Linked DNA regions of Mus musculus: all the other regions are linked to region 4. The links are chromatin contacts, called in public HiCAR-type, HiChIP or PLAC-seq and promoter capture Hi-C maps. All regions are on one chromosome and are shown on one strand. The core of a region is the stretch at or near the end of the contact, and the rest is flanking DNA. Distances in the headings are between cores, read along the strand shown. Region 1 holds the start of Clasp1 (CLIP associating protein 1). Region 2 holds the start of Ccdc93 (coiled-coil domain containing 93). Region 3 holds the start of Ddx18 (DEAD box helicase 18). Region 4 holds the start of Ptpn4 (protein tyrosine phosphatase, non-receptor type 4).

What was found. HiCAR-type assays count read pairs that join an accessible place to other places. HiChIP or PLAC-seq counts read pairs in DNA pulled down with a chosen protein or histone mark. Capture Hi-C pulls out chosen DNA fragments and counts their contacts.
Region 1: a contact with region 4 is called in a HiCAR-type map of astrocytes, with 3 times the contacts expected there. The contact joins the promoter of Clasp1 here to the promoter of Ptpn4 in region 4. A contact is called at or near these places in 2 of 39 promoter capture datasets (cranial neural crest and pre-B cells), 1 of 484 Hi-C or Micro-C datasets (CD4 T cells) and 1 of 115 datasets of contacts at active chromatin or transcription factors (astrocytes).
Region 2: a contact with region 4 is called in an HNF4G HiChIP or PLAC-seq map of pancreatic cancer cells. The contact joins the promoter of Ccdc93 here to the promoter of Ptpn4 in region 4. A contact is called at or near these places in 2 of 115 datasets of contacts at active chromatin or transcription factors (astrocytes and pancreatic cancer cells) and 1 of 9 other capture datasets (liver).
Region 3: a promoter capture Hi-C map of liver shows a contact between it and region 4, with 2.2 times the contacts expected there. The contact joins the promoter of Ddx18 here to the promoter of Ptpn4 in region 4. A contact is called at or near these places in 1 of 39 promoter capture datasets (pre-B cells) and 1 of 9 other capture datasets (liver).

What each region holds. Positions count from the first base shown.
Region 1 is chr1:118,387,628-118,390,327 of GRCm38.p6, reverse strand. Clasp1 (CLIP associating protein 1) reads right to left here and starts at 1,270. Exons shown (of 43, transcript NM_001359328.1): 1 at 807-1,270.
Region 2 is chr1:121,429,772-121,432,471 of GRCm38.p6, reverse strand. Ccdc93 (coiled-coil domain containing 93) reads right to left here and starts at 1,405. Exons shown (of 24, transcript NM_001025156.2): 1 at 1,215-1,405. The coding sequence starts at 1,256. It overlaps Gm35243 (a long non-coding RNA gene), which reads left to right and starts at 1,404. Exons shown (of 2, transcript XR_387343.4): 1 at 1,404-1,525; 2 at 2,243-2,700.
Region 3 is chr1:121,566,590-121,569,289 of GRCm38.p6, reverse strand. Ddx18 (DEAD box helicase 18) reads left to right here and starts at 1,310. Exons shown (of 13, transcript NM_025860.3): 1 at 1,310-1,499. The coding sequence starts at 1,415.
Region 4 is chr1:119,835,743-119,838,442 of GRCm38.p6, reverse strand. It overlaps Ptpn4 (protein tyrosine phosphatase, non-receptor type 4), which reads left to right and starts at 1,372. Exons shown (of 27, transcript NM_019933.2): 1 at 1,372-1,541.

The sequences.
Region 1 (2,700 bases), core at 21-2,520, 1.4 Mb after region 4:
TTGGAAAACCCCACACTCATCCAAGCAACTCATAAAATGGAAAGCAAGATTCAATCCGCTCCATTGTATCCAACCAGACCAACGTGCAAGATCACACACTCATCTTCGTCAGAGCGGCTCTGCCAATACCGAAGAACAACAAAGGCAAGTTGGAGAGGCTGCACAGGCTTAACTCAGCGCTTGTCCGCTCTTCCCTGCTTCGCAAAGATCCTATATGAGGGGCCCTCCTGGGACAAGGGGACCTTCCGCACCCCGCTGGGCCCCGGCTGCTCCGCTTTTGTCTGGCCCAGGCTGGGGGCACCGGCCGCCCGGCCTGCCTCCCCGACAACCCCTTCTTCCCTCTGAATCTTTCTCCACACCCATCACTCGCCGATGATTAGTTGTAGTGAGGTTTTCTCTCCTGGAGCCCCTTCCCGCTCAGTGTAATCTCGGTTCCTTTCAAAGAGATCCCGGGGCTGCTTTGGCGTCTCCCAAGCCGGCCAGGGGAGACTCCGGGTCAGGAAGGGGCCCCGGGGTGGGGTCTGAAAGAGACAGTCACACAAAGCCAGGCTTGACCCCACAGTCGCCCCACCTCCCCTCTGCAAAGCAGCCTACAATCAGAACTGAAGCCGGAGGCCGCGCGTCCTGGGTCCTCACCCAGATCCCATCCCAGGGCCGCCCCCTCCCCCAAAAGTGCACCCCAGAGCGGCTGACAGCACTGGACACCGTCCCCACCCGGACCCTGCGCCCGCCGCCGCTCGGAAAAGAAGCAGGGCCCTCCAGTGGACTCCATTCTGAGCATTCTTCGTCTTAAACCCGGTACTTACAGTTCTATTATTCACTACTGTTGCGGCTGCGGACCGGACAGCCACCGCCTTCTCCTCCACCCCAATGAGGTTAAGCGCTTGGTGCGGGGATTAAAAAAAAAAAAAAAAAAAATGAAAAACCAAAATGCGCCTGCGCAGAGAGGTCTCCCTGTGTCCTCTTACCGCCACCGGCCGGGCTGAACCATAGAGACTGTAATCTCAGCCCAGAGAGGTGGCTTCCTCTCTATGGTAACGCCCAGCGCTGGGGCCCGCATGAAGTTTCAGGTCCCGCCGCCTTTGCCTTTGACCCGAATGGCGACCCGTAGCATAAAGGTGCTTTAATAAAAAAAGGTGACCAAGGAGAATTTAAGGAATGTTTAGAGCCTTTAAAGGAGAGGAAGCAAAACTCGAGCAAGACTAGGAGAAGGCTGTGCGATAAAAGAGCTAGAGAGGAGTCAGGAGCGCTTCCAGCCGGAACTTCCTTTGATTGTCGAGGTGTTTGATACTTGAATTAAACAATCTTTCACTTCTGGGTTACGGGTGCCCGCTATTTACCGGGCGACTTCAGTGAAAGAAATTGGCCCCCGCGACTTCCCGTAGCTGACAGCGCGTTGGGCTTGTCCTGAATATGCGTACAAGCGCTGCTACCGGAAGCCCAGGTTTTAAACCGTTCTTCGCGCTTTAGCGAGCCAGGGCGCGAGGTGGAGGCTGCTGAGATTGGTGTGAGAGTGTGCCAGTTTCTTTTCTAAGTTCCTTCACAACAACGTCGCCTCGCGTCCCGCGTGGCCTTCAGGTTATATCTGAGGTTTTTGGGCTATGCAGATTGCAGCGCTACTTTCAAGGAGCCTAAGGACGCCCTGTTTTGTCCTTCTACGCCCGTGTGCTACCCAACAGTTTGGATTTGAGAGCTTTTGTGTTGCAGTTGTACACTGGTGAAAATCACTTTTAAAGTGTCGGATTGGCTTCCTCTGTCAAGACTGGGTGTTTATGGGGACTCTTTTGTGCGGGAATGTGTATGTATTGGGAGATGTGTGATAACGCCGTCAGATCTTCCGGACTTGGAAAGGCAAGCCAAAACAATAAAGCCAATCACAGACCTGTGTGGTGCAGAAAAGGTATAGGATTCACATGCAGGACGGGACTCGTGATTGAATATAGAAAAAGTAACATCTTTAAGATGTAAATGCAAGCAAGTTTACTAACCGTGGGTGGAAAACCCTGAAGCGCGTTCTAGAAAGAAATACCGCCGGGTCAAGGGCCGAGCGGAAGTGGGTGGTATGCTGGGAGAACAATGTGTGGAGAGTAGTCAACTGGAAAGGAAAAGAGAAACCCAAGAAAAGTTTGATAAGTTCAATGGGAAGGAATTTGTGCATATTAACAAAAGAAACGTTGTAGCTGGTTTTTATTGTACAGTTCAGTGCACTTACATTGTTAAGTAGCCACTCTTCTGCTTTCTTTTTGTCATACAAAAAATGCACCTGTTAATTTGTAATTCCTCTTTACCTTTAGCTCTGATTACCACCATTCTGCTTTCTATGGATTAAAATACTGAGAGTATTTTGAAAGTGGAGTCATATAGTCTTGGTCTTTTTATTTTTTTTAAGATTTATTTATTCATTATATGTAAGTACACTGTAGCTGTCTCAGACACACCAAAATAGGGCATCAGGTCTCATTATGGATGGTTGTGAGCCACCATGTGGTTGCTAGGAATTGAACTCAGGACCTCTGGAAGAGCAGTCAGTGCTCTTAACCGCTGAACCATCTCTCCAGCCCAGTCTTGGTGTTTTTATAACTGGTTCATTTCACATAGTCTAATAGACTCCAGAGCTGTCAGTGCATGTTGTAGCATGTGTCCAGAGTGCCCTCTTTAAAGCTGAATAATGTGTCAGTACATGCATTCACCACCCTGGCT
Region 2 (2,700 bases), core at 156-2,655, 1.6 Mb before region 4:
CAGAGAGAGACAGACAGAGAGAGAGAGACAGACAGACAGAGATTTTTACATGGCAAAGAAAATCTGAACTATTACAACCCAGACCCCATGAAACTTTACCTAACCCAGGGCCACACATACCCACCCTTCATCACCTGGACACAGAACACTTCGACTCTGTAATGAGTAGGATGAAGATGTAACAGAAGGATTTGTGAGGGGCACGGGGAAGCAAGATCGGCGCAGCTGAATAAGAACGGGCACTAGGCACAGTGTCAAATAGGCACACCACACCTCTGCCAAAGCCTGCCTTCCAGCCTTAGAAAGAGATCCAGGTGCCTTAGAGGTGTTCCCTAATTCTCTCTGGAAACTGGGACTCTTCTCTAAGCTCAGAGCTTTGAGTAAAGCAACTAGGAGGACAACTGGAAATCCCACAGCCAAGCTCTAACGGTAGCCCACCGTTAGAGAGTGGTTGCACTTTTCTTCCCAGCCTACGTGGTAGTCCTGTTCATAGGATCGAATGAGTACTGGCTGAGTACTCGACTAAACCATTTCTGAAAAGGTCCTCCCTCCTTAGAACACGCAGCATGTTCCTGTCCCGACACAGGCACCACAGGAGAGAGTGTCCTCAACTCTGTCATCACCCTGATGTGCGCAGAGCTTCCAAACTTCCTTCACCCTCCCCGGCCCGTGGGACGGGGGGAGGGGCAGGAGGCTACAAGCCGGGTAGGTAGCGTGCCTTCCTGACAAAAGGGAATGAAAGGCTGGCCACATGGGTCCCGCAGAAGGTGTGTGTCCCAAGGTCACCGCCCCCTGCACACCGGGAGCAGGACAGTCCCACCGCTCATCTCGTGACTGCTGAGACTCCTAAGCGCAGCAGCCTTGGCCCGGGGGAAGCCAGTCTCGCAATGTGAGGGGCCTCCAGACAACCCGAGATAGGAATTCCCGGGGACCTCGTGATGTGTGAGGTTGCATCTGGGCCGGGATCTGGATGTTTCCTCTGTCCCCAGAGGACCCAGGAACCCTTAAGTTTGCACCCAGCGACACGATGCACCCTGGCACGCCGGGGGACCAGTCAGCTGCCCCTCCAGGGTACCTAGGGCCCGCCTTGGGACAGACACACCTGAGCAACCATAGACAGTGTCCCCGCCACCCCAGGCTGGTCCCTGCCCGCCGCCCTGGGCTCGGCCCTCTCTCCCCAGCAACCCCAGGGTGTCAGGGACAGAGGTCCTCACCTCCGGGAGTCCCTGGCCCTCTGGCCCCTTGGGTAACCCCATGATCCAGATGCGCTGATGTGGAGCCGGAGAGAGCGGGCCCTACAACCGAACTGTGATCCGGGTGGGGTGCAAAGCGGAAACTTCCTTCACAGGAGCTGACACTACCACAGCAGGTCGGAGAACCGTGGCCCCGCGGAGCATGCGCACTAGTGCTGAAGCGAGGAACCACTGCGCCTGCGCAAGGACAGCCAGCACTGCTGGGCGGGGCTGGATCCCGAGTAACCGATCCTCCCCTCAGAGGAGGTGCTGAACTCAAGATTCCTCCTAAGGTACTTTTTCTTTCTTTTAAAAATGTTTCTCTTTCTTTTTCTTTTTTCTTTTCCTACTTTTTCCTTTCTTTCCTAAGTTTTCTTAAAATGCTTTCTTATTGTTCCTCTTTTTTTCTTTTTTTTTTGTTCCTTGAGACAGTGTCTTAGCCAGCCTGGCTTAGCACTTCCTAAGGATGACTTTGTTCCCCTATAGTTTATAGGAATGCGCCACCATGATCAGTTCCTTTTTTTTTTTTTTTTTTTTTTTTTCGTTTACAAAGTAGCACGTTTCCTTATGGCATTTTCATATATCCTTAGTTTTACTTGAACACCCACCCTCTTTTCTCTACCATCTCCTTGCCGGTCCCTTCCCTTCTTAAATCCTTCTACCTCTAGTATTTCTCCCTTCAACTGTTATATCACCAGAGTTCTTTTAACTATTCCCACTTTCTAGTTTCTTGGCCTTCACGGAGCTTCTTAAAAGCTATTTCCCTGTGTCGTGAGGATCTCTTGCCTTCTGGCTCCCTTTCCTTTCCCTGGGTATCAGATTCTGAGTTTGGTTCTTTCCAAGCCTGGCTTGGACAGCTCCCAGCTCCTGAGTCAGTCCCAGCTAAGACCCAGTTCCAGCCATGTTTAACACACTCTTGTGCCAGCTATTAACATGTGGACCTGGGGACAGAGAACTCAAAAAGAGATCATTACATTTGTTCCTTCCTAGTCTCTGCATTTTATTTCCAGGAAAATTTTGTTTTGGAAAATAATCCTCACCCATCTCATCCTGACACCCTGCATCTTTCTGGGGACATGTTTTGTAAAATGCAGAGTCCGGTGATCACATACGATTAGCTGCTGTACCACTTATGCAATGTGCCCCTTGTCTGTCCCAGAGGATGGCAGCTATACAAAAGGGTTGTCTTTTTCCTGCCAGCCCAGCACCTGCTGCAGAACAGCTTACCAGCCTATTTTCATTTTGTAAGAGATGGAGGCAGAAGTGACATGAAGTCTTCTGCTGTAGGAGAGATCTTTACTGAAGGACGGGTGGAAAACTGGAAAAACATATGCTTCTTGCCATTAAAGAGGTTTTGTGTTTGCTTCCTTTCTTCCTCTTAATATCTCTGATAACTTTTGATTGTTTTTTCTTAGATTTATTATTTTATTTTAGGTGTATGACTGTTGTGCCTGTATGTATGCCTACA
Region 3 (2,700 bases), core at 61-2,560, 1.7 Mb before region 4:
TCTTGAGACATGGTTTCTCCTAGACCTGGTCTTACAGGGATGCTGGCCTCTGAGCACCAGTACAACTGGCTTTCTTCCTATGAGAGGTAGATGGAACTCAGGGCTTGTATTTGCAAGGCAATCACTTTATAGACTAAGGCATCTCCTCAGCCCCAATTATAATACTTCTATAGACTTAGGAGTAATGTGTAGCTCCATTGAATGGTGACTGACATGAAAGAGGCCCTGGGTTCAATACCCAGAACTGCAATACTGAATTAAAGACTCTATCTGCATGCCCATCCCGGGACTGACTGACTGCTGACTCTCTCTCTCTCTCTCTCTCTCTCTCTCTCTCTCTCTCTCTCTCTCTCTCTGTCACACACACACACACACACACACACACACACACACACACACACACACACACACACACAATCTATGCACAATGGAGGCTGAAGGAAGACATCACCCAAATGTCCATCCTGAAACCAGGATCTTTCTCAGGCAGCGCACGAACTTCCCTGTCGGTATGTTTTCTGTAACTGTGTTTCTGTCTTCGTGGAAGTTGTGTAAAAATTCAGTGTTTTACCTATGTCATTCACCATACATCTACCGCAAACTAGCACAAAAGTGAAAGAAAGAAAGAAAAAGAAAGAAAGAAAGAGACGAGAAGAGAAGAGAAGAGAAGAGAAGAGAAGAGAAGAGAAGAGAAAAAAAGAAAAGAAAAGAAAAGAGAAAAAAAGAAAAGAAAAGAAAAGAAAAGAAAAGAAAAGAAAAGAAAAGAAAAGAAAAGAAAAGAAAAGAAAAGAAGAGTGCAACGCCCTGAAAAATTGAGGGAAAACTATACGGTGAGAAAAGACGTTTGTGTGATACAGGGTCCAAATTGAAGTGGGTTTGTTGTTGGGTTTTTGTTTTTGTTTCTTTAGTCTTTTTGTTTTGTTTGGAAGGCACTGGGGTGGAGGGGTGGAGTGCTGCCCTGTGGACCAGGCTGGTCTCAGCTCAGAGATCCACTTGCTCTTGCCTCCCTCACGCTGAGACTAAAGGTGAACACCACCATCCCCGTCTCCCAAGAAGGTTTTAAGACTTAAACCTCTTCTGACAGGATACTGGCACCTCTCTAGCAGTGAAGGGAAAGAGACTCTTCTGAGCCACAAGGAATTCCGTCTTCCAATCGGCTTTTTTATTGTGCAGTCTTGGTTTGTAAAACTCTGGGGCCATTAGCAAGGCGAACGGGTTCACAACGAGTCGTCCTCCAGTCGCCAGGGGGCGCTGCAGGAAATTCGGTCTCCAAAGGGAACCCAGCTCTCACCAGGAACTGTTTCCGCCCGAAGCATTTCCGCCCCGCGGGTCCGCAGGCTCCAGCGGTACACTTCCGACTTGCAATTGCGCACGTGCATCTGTCTCGGTGCAGACGGCTGGGCGGCCTGGCAAGATGTCGCAGTTACAGATGAAACTCCTGCGCAGGAAGATCGAGAAGCGGAATGCCAAGCTGCGGCAGCGAAACCTGAAGCTGCAAGGTGAGCTGTGCTGAACCCCGCACTGGCGAACGACGTGGGGAACCCAGGAACTCGGCGGTGCGCTGGGCAGCTTCCGGCGGGAGCCGGGGATGCGCGGCACGAGCAGGCCGCCTGGGTCCCAGCCCCCGTGGACCCTTCATTGGTTCTGCCCTTTGCCGGCGTGGCTTTCTCGACTCAGGGTGAAAGCGGGAGGCCTCGGACTTTCTTCCCCAACTTTCTATTGGCAAGAAAACCTGCAGATTACCCTAGACCCCCCCATCAGCATCTTTAGTCCCCACGTAGAACTTTGTATCCATTACGGTTCCCGACTTTCACTTAATTGCTCGATCTCATCCCCTGCCCAAACTTACGAATTGTTTTCCTCGGAGCTTTCCCAGTGATACAGCTCTCTCCCCCAAACCCGTTCTTTTCATTCCTGCAGCGATCCTCTTCATATGTTAGGCAGAACCCTCCCAGTGTTTTTTGTCGCGCACAACTTAGTGAATTCCTTAACGTCTTGGTTTTGGCACAAGGGCTTAAATGAAAAATTTACACATGTCACTTTCTTGTTGCAGTTTCTGTAGCTTGTTTAGGTTACCTACCTGTAGGGGTTCTTAGCCTTTGTAATGCTGTACCCCTTTAATACAGTTCCTCATATTGTGTTGACACACACACACCATAAAATAACCTCGTTGCTACTTCATGGCTGTAATTTTGCTATTATGAATCGTAATGTAAATATCTGGTATGAGACAACTGTAGTGGGGGTTGGGGGGTCGAGAGATCAGTATGTTGAGGATCGCTGAATAATTGTCTAGACCCACGCAATTTTCAACAGATAGTATTTGAAAGACATCCCAGAGGGGATGGTGGATTTTAGGCAAAAGTATTGATGTTCCTTCACTTAGTACCTGTAGAATAATTAATGCTACTTAGTAGCTACTTCTTGGTGTGGGTAATGATGTAAATTAAAGATGGTGTTGCCTTCATTCTCTTTGTATGAAAATGGAAAACTTGTGAGGATAGTTTGGGGCTTTAATAGGGTTTTAATGAGTGGTTTTCGTTTACTGAATTTTCAGTTCACCAAAGTCTAGGAAAGTTGGGTTTGAATGAAGTGAAATTATATAAGTAATAATTGTGGGAATGCGAAGTAAATATCATTCAGTTATATTTATCAGACACTTGGCCGTGGCTGTTCCAGTACTAGCTCTGTATACCAGGC
Region 4 (2,700 bases), core at 123-2,622:
GGACTTTTGAGGTGGGTCAAAGGATAAAGGAAAGGAATTGGCTGCCAAGTCTGGCTCAATCCTTGCGACCCACATAGGATTACCAACTCTCAAACCTTGTCCTCTGATAGACAGACAGACACACAGACAGATGGACACACATATTTTAGGTGTATACAAAATAAAGAAATGTAAAACAAACAAACAAACAAACAAAAACGAAAAACAAGCAAAGAGGAAATGTGAGGGTCCTCCCAACTTACCCTTCCTTCATTTGATCCTAGTTGAGGTCACCTATTCTATAGGAATGTTCTATCATCATCAAGTTTGTATTACCCAGAAAATATTAAGGGTATACCCTCCTCAAGGTCATGGCATGATAATACCAACCCTCATTCTTAAAATGATTGAACGACTTTGATTTAAAAAGCAGTGTTCCTTGCACACAGAAAGCACCTATCCTTTGTTTTATCCATGAAACGTCTTTTGCTTAGGCTTTGTTTTCAAGGGCCTTATGTTTAGGAGAACTGATTGAAAACTGCACTTCAAAGCCTATACCCTCTATTAGCACTTAGTTGGGACAACCTGATGCCAGGAGGTCGAGTTTCCCCACTCTGTGCTATTGCCCCTCTTTTGTGTCCCTAGAGTCCGTCAGTAAGTACATCTTAGAAGAGGGAGGAGGGGCAGAACTGACAGTCAAGGAACCAATCGCTGCCTGGCGATGGGGTGTGGACACAGAGCCACGCCCTCCCCTCCCAACCCGCTAAATCCCGTCTCTCTCGCACCTGTGAGTACCAGTGCTTCTAGGCAGGCGCCCGCGCTCCGAAACCGGGTAGGAGGCGGGAAGGAGGCGGAGCAGAGGGCGTGGCTTCACCTCTCGCGAGACCGCCTCCTGTTGCCGAGGCCGCCGTTCCGGGGCTCTGACTGGTCGGGGGCTGCGCAGCCGCCATGTTCGGTTGCTATGCTGCGGCCTCGGAGACGGGGTGTGCTTGAGAGAGGAGGAGGAGACGGAGGAGGCGGTGGAGGCGAGGGAGGAGGAGGAAGGAGAGGAGGAGGAGAAGGAGGAGGAGGGTGACCGAGGCTCTCCTTTGCACTCTCACACAGAGCCGCCTCCCTGGAGTCACCCGCCGCTTCACGCCGCGCGCGCTTCCCTGCTCCGCGGACGCGACATTGTTCTTTTAAGACTCCCGGGAGCTGTCAGAAATCGGGGCTCCGGGACTTGAAAGAGACTTGACTTCGGCCCGCAGCTTGCGGGGACCGCGGCACTTTCGGGGCGCGTGTGAAGGGATTAGCTCATCTCGCCGCGAGGTGCGAGCGCGCGCCTCCCCGCGCACGCCAGCCCCGCCGCAGCCCCGCAGGATGACGGGGTGCAGGCGGCCCGCGGCCGTGGCGCGGCCGCTGTGGCGGCGGCTGTTCTCGGGACGCTGAGGGCGAGCACCTCGACGCGGACCACGCGCTTCTTTCACCCGGCCGCGAGCCCGGGGCCTCCTGCCTTTTTGTATTTGGATTCCCCCCCCCCCCCCCCTTTCTCCAGCCGGGAGGACGCGGCTGTGATAACGAAGGTAAGAGAGGCGCTTGGGGCGGTCCTTCGCTCGGCCTGTTTGGGCCCCCTTTGCAGGTCGTGGGCGCGCACCTGAAGCTCGCCGAGCCGGGCGGCCAGACTACCCGATCGACTTCCCTTTTCTTAGTGGGTCGGAGCACTCGAATCTTCCTGGGGTTTATAGTTGAAATCTGCTAGGGATGAGTGCACGGGAGAAGGGGTGGAATAGATGCGGAGATGAAATGTTCCTAAACTCAAGGTAAGGCTGGAGAATCTTCAGTATTTCATTTGTGGGATTCTTTTTTCTAATTGTTAATGTTAGGTTAATTGACTCATATAAGCATCTTTATTTTTTTTCCGCACGCGGTAGGAACACACGCTATCTTCCATTGAACTTGAAAGTCTCTTGTGACTTGCTAGTATTATACTTGCTTTTAGGAATCAGTAGTTGGGCCCAAAAAGTTGAGATGTAGAACATCTGAACTTAGATTTTTCATGCTGCTTTGGAATCGTCCCTACCTTCATGATGTTTAGATTCAGCGTGAGTATGTAGTCAAGAACAGATCGGTGTTTGTGGGGTTTTGTAAAATGTTAAGCACAGTCATTTGTGGCTTTCTGGCTTTACATTTTTGTTTCGGTGTCAATGTTTGTTTTATAGTTACTTACAGGAAAAATGGAGCGTATGATTATCCTTTGTGGACAGGAACTGTGCTTACCAAAGCGTAGACACCTCAATTGTCCCAGGACGATTTCTGGAAATCAGTTCAATCAGAGATTCAAGAAAAGCTAGATGTGTGTGTGTGTGTGTGTGTGTGTGTGTGTGTGTGTGTGTGTGTGTAGGTAGTTAAATGCATGTATGGATGCATTTGCTGGGGTTTCTAAAGTAATGGAACAATTTACAGTTTCAATGATAATCCATATCGATGTTTCCCTGAAACTTATGTCAGAGACTTTATGTTTGGCTTTGCATCACAGAGTGACATCAGTGTGGACAAGGACTACGTAGGGGGTTTTAAAAACTGCCTGTTCCAGGAGGACTAGTCATACCTAACTTTTGGAATAAGCAATTCAAGAAATACTGAGTGTGTGACCAGATCTTGGGTCCAGATGAAATAACACAGTTATTTGGTCACATTTAAAAGATGGCTGTGGAGGAAAAACAAGAAAAGCTAATGTATCTG